2 separate regions of the Arachis hypogaea genome follow, and region 2 is linked to region 1. The links are chromatin contacts, called in public Hi-C maps. All regions are on one chromosome and are shown on one strand. Each heading gives the region's core, a stretch centred on a gene start, on an enhancer-like site or on the middle of the called end of the contact. The rest is flanking DNA. Distances are from core to core; before and after follow the strand shown.

The links. Hi-C and Micro-C count contacts between places; a contact is called where the count stands out from the background.
Region 2: a contact with region 1 is called in a Hi-C map of leaf, with 2.9 times the contacts expected there. The contact joins the enhancer-like site here to the promoter of LOC140177221 in region 1. A contact is called at or near these places in 2 of 8 Hi-C or Micro-C datasets (both in leaf).

What each region holds. Positions count from the first base shown.
Region 1 is chr2:90,243,606-90,247,173 of arahy.Tifrunner.gnm2.J5K5, reverse strand. LOC140177221 (serine/threonine-protein phosphatase 7 long form homolog) reads right to left here and starts at 1,706. Exons shown (of 2, transcript XM_072210337.1): 1 at 1,638-1,706; 2 at 575-1,195. The coding sequence starts at 1,706. The coding sequence ends at 575.
Region 2 is chr2:90,297,847-90,301,492 of arahy.Tifrunner.gnm2.J5K5, reverse strand. No RefSeq gene overlaps it. Among protein-coding and RNA genes, the nearest start is that of LOC112750346, 5.3 kb to the left of the region's middle. Within about 2 kb of position 2,357, at least 2 of the 3 cell types and tissues checked have open chromatin away from gene starts, as enhancers often do.

The DNA of each region.
Region 1 (3,568 bases), core at 457-2,956:
AGCGTGAAAGATTACAGCATTCGGCGTGAAGTTGAGTACATGGTTATGGAGTCAGACAATCTAAAATACCAAGGGAGATGCAAGGAGTTCGGTAACGGGTGCACGTGGTTGATTCAGATAGTCATGCGGAAAAGGAAGAGCACATGGGAAGTTAGGAAGTACAACGGACCACACACGTGTATGGCCACATCGATTTCGAGCGACCACAAGCAGCTTGATTATCATGTGATTTGTGCAAGAATCTTTCCATTGGTTAGAGCTGATGCGTCAGTATCGATTAAGGTGTTGCAAGAGGCAACAGAGGCAACATATGGTTTCAAGCCAAGTTATCGGAAGGTGTGGTTGGCAAAGCAGAAGGCAGTAGCACAGATCTACGGCGATTGGGAGGAGTCATATGCGGATCTGCCCCGTTGGATCCTTGGGGTCACATTCACCATGGACGGTTCCATTGCCCTGCTGAAGACCTCCCCGGTTAGAGTGGGTGACCAGGTTGATGAAGATAGAGTCTACTTTCATCGCATGTTTTGGACATTCCCTCCATGTGTAGAGGCATTCCACCACTGTAAGCCACTCGTCAGTATCGATGGGACACACCTGTTTGGTAAGTATGGAGGGACCTTGTTGTTGGCGATTGCTCAGGATGGGAATTTGCCACAAAAGGCAACCACCGTAAATGTACCCGGTTCGCACTCTTGTCCCCAAATAACTGAGTAGATAAAAGCATCATGATGTAGGCACGTGCGTAGATGCGAACTGTCTCCTCGGTTGCATTTGGTGGTAGCACACTAAACCTCTCGTGGAACCATGTAAAGTGGACTGTCATCTGCTTGACCTTATTCGGTGGTGGCAGCTCACCGAATAGGTCCTGAAACCACTCCCAGGCTGGTCGACCACCCTCCATGTATGTCTCAAACTCACCAAGGCAACCACTCACAGCCTCCCCATCGACCGGCAACCCAAGCTGAAAAGCCACGTCCTGCAATGTCACTGTGCACTCTCCAAAAGGCATGTGGAACGTGTGCGTCTCAGGACGCCACCTCTCAACGAACGCACTAACTAATGGCTCATCCAACCAGAACCATTGGCTGTTTAGTCTGGCCAAATGGTACAATCCAGCCCTCTCTAAATACGGGATGATCCTATCATGCATGGGCATATTCTGTTGCCGTCTCACACTGTATATACACCTAGTGGACTGCAAAAAATCGCACAATAAATGCAGGATACAATTAAATTCTCCAATTCATAAGAAAATTCCCTATCTAATAATAACACATATCTTAAACCGTCAACAAATTTTTGACCGGTAAACAAATTAATCCCTAAATCCTATAACTAAGTAGTCAATAAACTAGCGAGGTTCAATTTATAAAATACTTACTACAATGACACAAAGGACAACACACTAAACTGATTACATAACACCCACAATTATAAAAGTATTACAAATCTTTAACAATAAAATTCAAAAAAGAATTCTGTATACCATTTTTAAAATCTTACAAATCTTCTACCGTTCATACCATTTTTAAAACTAAAAGGGACTAAACTATAAATTCCGTATATACTTGCGTTCATATCATTTTTCTAACTAAAAAAATTCTAAGCTTAAAAAAATAGTTAAATAATTAACTAACATCGTCACCAATGGAACCGGCAACATGCGCAACACCGTTCAGTCGGTACATGCTCCTTCTGTCTGCCATGATATTCCGCCGGAAGTCGCAGCTCAAATACCTCGGACCCGCTCTCAACTTGCTCTGACCTCTCTCTAGAATTTTCTCTCTCTAACCAACCTTACAAAACCTCAAAATGAATAATCCGCGGCTGGCTCCGCGGTTTATATAGGTAGCGATGCTCCACGTAAACCGCTATAGGCTCCAGCGGTTTACGCACACACACCAATGCACATAAACCGCTGCTGGCAGCAGCAGTTTATGACCAATGCTTCTCAAACGTAAGCCGCGGCAGCTCATCGCGGTTTCCATGCTCCAATTTTTACTTGTAATCCGCGGCTGGTTCTAGCGGTTTCTGTGCAATTGTAAACCGCTACTGCCAGTAGCGATTTATATAGAAAAGTGAAACAATGTATTTACGTATCCGTTTTCTGAAACAATGTATTTGCGTAAAATTGAGGTACAAACAATTTAAATACGTAAATTGCCCTAATATAAATTTTATAATCAACGAAATATTATGTTAAATAAAATAGAATATTTTGTCAAATTTATTTTGTTTAATGAAATATTCTATTAATTCTAACATTTTTAATTTAATTATAAAATCTGATATGATATAAAAATTTAATTAAAAAATATATAAAAATTTAATTAAAAATTTAATAAAATTATAAGAATTGACAGAATAATTAACTTATTTATTATAATTATGCTACATATACACAAAATTAATTATAAAATTAATTATTTTTATAAAATATATATTAAAAATAAATTAAATAATATATATATTTAATGGCCAAAATGAGAATCTATGTTGATAAACTGATGAGTCCAACTTTTAAAGGAAAAAAAAGGTGTGAAATTAAAATCTTACGGTAAAGCAAATTAATCCCAGAACCTTTATTATTGGTTTTTGAGAGAAGGAGAACAGGCAAAAGGCAAGAAATAGATGCAACAAACTTTCCCTACCGGTTTCCGTTGTTCCCATCACCCTCCGTCGGTTTCGACTCTGTAATCTTATTAGCCGACAAAACTCTCTTCAACAACATTTTTCAAAGACATTACCCCTAGGCATTTCAAAGTTATAAAATGTGATAGCCTCACCATAGGATGAGTAATACGATGGAAATGCAGGAAGGTGGCTAAACTTAAATGAGTAAAATATGAGAGCTGCTGCAATAAAATCTAATTAAGTTTGTTTAAATTTAATAAAAATTAATTTTATTAATGAAGTGTGAATATACTTCTAATTACGTAAATATTCTCGCATTTTTCTCTTCTTTTTTCTTTTGATTCTATTATTTTGTGTTTTTCCTTTTCTTTTTTTTTTTGTGTTTTTCCTTTTCTTTTCGTGTTCTTTTTTTTGTTTATTTCTCTTAAAAGAGTAAATCATAAAAAATTTTGAAAAAATAAAAAAAAAAGAAAATAAATAAAAAATAAAAAAAGAAGATGAAAAAAATTCAAGTGAAATGAAATCAAATGAACCTAAATTAAATTAAGAAATGAATCGAAATTATTTAAGTAATAAAAAATTTGATTAATACTTAACAGTAGCATAAAGTGAATATCAGTTAATTCACAAATTAACTAAATTAGTTCTTATTTAAACAAAAACTAACTAAATAACCACACATGAACAAGTTCAGCAAATTCAAGTGAGATGAAACCAAATGAACCTAAATTAAACTAAGAAATCAACCGAAATTTTTTAAGGAATAAAAAATTTGGTCAATACTTAACAGTAGCATCAATTGAACCTCAGTTAATTTACAAATACACCAAAATTAGTTCAGATTTGAACAAATAGTAAAAAAACTCAATTATAAGAAAAAAGCACATCGAATTCATTTCTAAATTCAAATGAACCTTAAATAAACTAAGAAATA
Region 2 (3,646 bases), core at 1,108-3,607, 54 kb before region 1:
TTTTTAATCTATTATTATTTTAGGGTTTTCATACACTTTTGATCATACAATAAAATATGCTAATTCAGAAACCGAATACTATACGATGAACTCACTATAGTAAAAGGCACCATAGAACTCACCATATTTATATGGTGAATGCTATGGTGACTTTGATATTGTGTTTAACTTACTAAAAAAAGCAAATAGATAATATTTAATAAATTTTAAATATTTTATTTTTTGTTTTAAATATTTTTTTTATTTTTAAAAAAAAGTTAGGCAATTTAGGCACCATAGTAAAAGGTATCATAGAACTCACCTATCTATATATGAATCGCGGATGCTATCCTCGCGTATTTGCATACACACTATATTTATCGATACTCGTTCGATATGCGTATTTTTTATGTCTAATCGTCATATTTTAATAAAAAATAAAAATTTTCTTTTAGACACGTCTAGATATATTTAAATATATATCCAACTTTATTTTTAACATGTATTTTTGAAATGAGTTTAAGAATAATATATATTATTAATAATTAAAATTAAAAATATTTTATATAATTAAAAATATAAAAAATAAATAAAAATTTAATTTATATTTTAATATTAATAAAATACTAAAATATTATTATAATTTATTTTAAAAATATTATATATATCATGTTTCTGTATCTTATACAAATTTAAAATTTATGTGTTTGCGTATTTTATCTCCTTTTTACAATTAAAAAATTACAATAAATTATAATTATTAATGTGAAAACTTATAGTTGAAGGGAAACAATAAATTGGGGATTTCACATTACTGTGGACCTCACATAGGAAAGCTACCATGCATGCTTAATCTTCTTTTTTTTTTCCCCTTCTTTTATTTACGATCATAAAAGTATACAAATTCTTTTAACCCCCTTAATCTAATGTAAGTACTCGTAATGAAAATAAAACATTTCTTTTGCTAGATAAAATTTAAAAAAAGAAAGTATAAAAAGTCAATGGCCTAAACGTACAATGTGTACAATAGAAATTTGAGGAGTATTAGAGATATGACTATTAATGTTACATTATCCTGTTAGGTTATACTTTTGAGATGAGTGGGTTCATGACATAGTATTAGCGTTCTAAATCCAAAAAGTCAAATGTTCGATCTTTGGTGAACTCCAAAATTAACTTAAGTTTTTTGTATGAGTGATTTTATGACATGAGATGTTTATTATCCCTGGTATCCGAATAGTTATTTTGGATAGTATGGGTGATGTTCATTTTATTCATGAACAAAAAATTTAGCCTATTATACACATTGTACGCTTAGACCATTGACTCCCTAGTACTACTCAATTTAAAAATCAAACTAGAGACAAGTTGGGTCTTTGGATGGTTAGCTACATAACTAAAAAAGGAACTACTCAAGGCAAGTAGAAAATTTTTAATGGAATTTTCTTATTCTTTGATTTAATTTCTTTCTGTGATACCCGTGGAGGGCGATAATTACATAGAAAAGACTTTTATTGTAACCTTGCAATCCCTGGCTTTATCAGATGTTGCAATTTGCATGGATTTATCGAACATTGCATCTGCACGGATTTCGAAAAACCGAAAAGTGAGTGTTTTCATTTATTAGTATCTTTTTCTTTTTCAGTATTTCATGAAAACGAAATTTGACCATATACCTTTTTCTATTGACGTGAAAAATTATTAAACAAGTAGTTTTTGTCCCTTATTTGATTAACGAAAGAAAAACGGTTTTAAGTATTTTTTTCATCTAACTTGCATAGTTGTGTTTGATTTGTATATTTCTTCCGGATTTTTTTATTAAAAATAAATTTTTATTTTTTTAAAAATTGGTCAAAATGTGCAAAAATTATTTCTATAAATTAGACATAATTGTAATATATTATTATTAAATTAATTCTATTTTTTTTTTATAAATTTAGCTGTTAAAAATATATTTAATATAAATAAAAAAATTTTAAAAATAAAATTTAAAAATATTTTTAAAATTTTTAACAATTTTTAAAAACAAAAAATATACTTTACTTTTTTAAAAACACACTTACTAATCAAAACAGTGGCCAGAATAACACAATGATATTATGTATATGAACACAAAAAATCACCAATTAGTCAAACTAGTTTGATAAATGATATAATCAAACTAGTTTTATATTTATAATAAAAAAATATAACAGCAATTGATCTTTATTGATCCATGAAAAACTTAGTTATTATGCTTAAAAAATTTAATAATTAATTTTTGTTGAAAAAATATATGTAAACGACATCTCTCATCAAATTTCTTGTCTCCATATAAGTTGCGTACAAGTTTCTTCTCCGAATAAATTATTAAATTTAAGGAGTATGTATGACATCCAATCAAACATAAATCTTTGTTTAAATTAAGCAAACAAATTAAACACTCTGTTTCATCATGATCTAAGAGAATATTTACAAATCTTCTGGAAAATCCGTGCCGCATATGAAAATGAAAGGACCTAAGAGCTAAACTCGGAATTGGCATTTTAAAATCCAAATTAAACAAATAATAATAATAAAGAAAATTCTAATTTTGCATTGACCTTACTTGCACTAGATTTCTTGTGTTGTTGCACTATGGTCCAAGTATTTTACCATGTGGCTTCAACACATTGAACTCTTTTTCAACGCTTTTGTTTTGGACCATTGTCCAATCTGTTCCTTAGTAAGAAATATAAATTGGAAGTTAGCATAAAACTTATTTAGTAGAGTTGAATTTTTTTTTGTGGTACATGAGAGTGAGAATGAGATTAGTATGTACTATTCATTATTTAATATGTTGCATATGAACATATGTACTGAATTTAGTTGCATTTAATAGACCAATTTAAGCCACTTCATCCACCACTCTTTGCTAGCACATTGTATTCATTCAGAATTCCGCTAGAGAGACAATAGACTATTTATACAATGTGTATAATGGGTTATGGGTTATTGAGTTACAGAATGAACATCCTCCATACTATCTAGAATAACCATCCGAGTACTATGGATAATAAACATCTTCCAAAAAACTTAAACTGATTTTGGGATTCATCAAGAATCGAGCTCTTGACCTTTTAGATCTAACGCTCTAATATCATTTCATGATACCACTCATCCCAAAAGTTTCAACTAATGGGAAAATGTAACACTAATGGTTATATCTCTAATACTCCATAAACCTTCATTGTATATATTGTATAAATATTCCATTGGCTACTCATACTTTCCCATTCATAAATCTATGGAACATAGAACTTTTATGTTCTTTTTAGATTTTGGAAGAAAATAGTGGTGAACAAACAAATAGAGATTTATTAGATTGAATATTTGAACGAAGAAGATGAAAAAATGAGAGTAAATAAAAACGTCTAAACTAAAAAAATTAGTAAAGTAATAAAGTGAGGAGTTGATTATTTTTAAATTAAAATAGTAGGACAAATTTAATGATAATTAATTATTTATTTTAGAAGACCTAAATTAAAAAAAAGATTCAAGAGGTTTTTGTTGAAAATATTCAAAGGAGGTAAGAGAAGGGTGCATAAGAGAACAAAATATTAAAAAAAATGATTAGAGATGTTTGATTATAAATTTAACTTATTAGTCATCCAATATTTCTATAAACGAAGTCCGATCCATATAATTC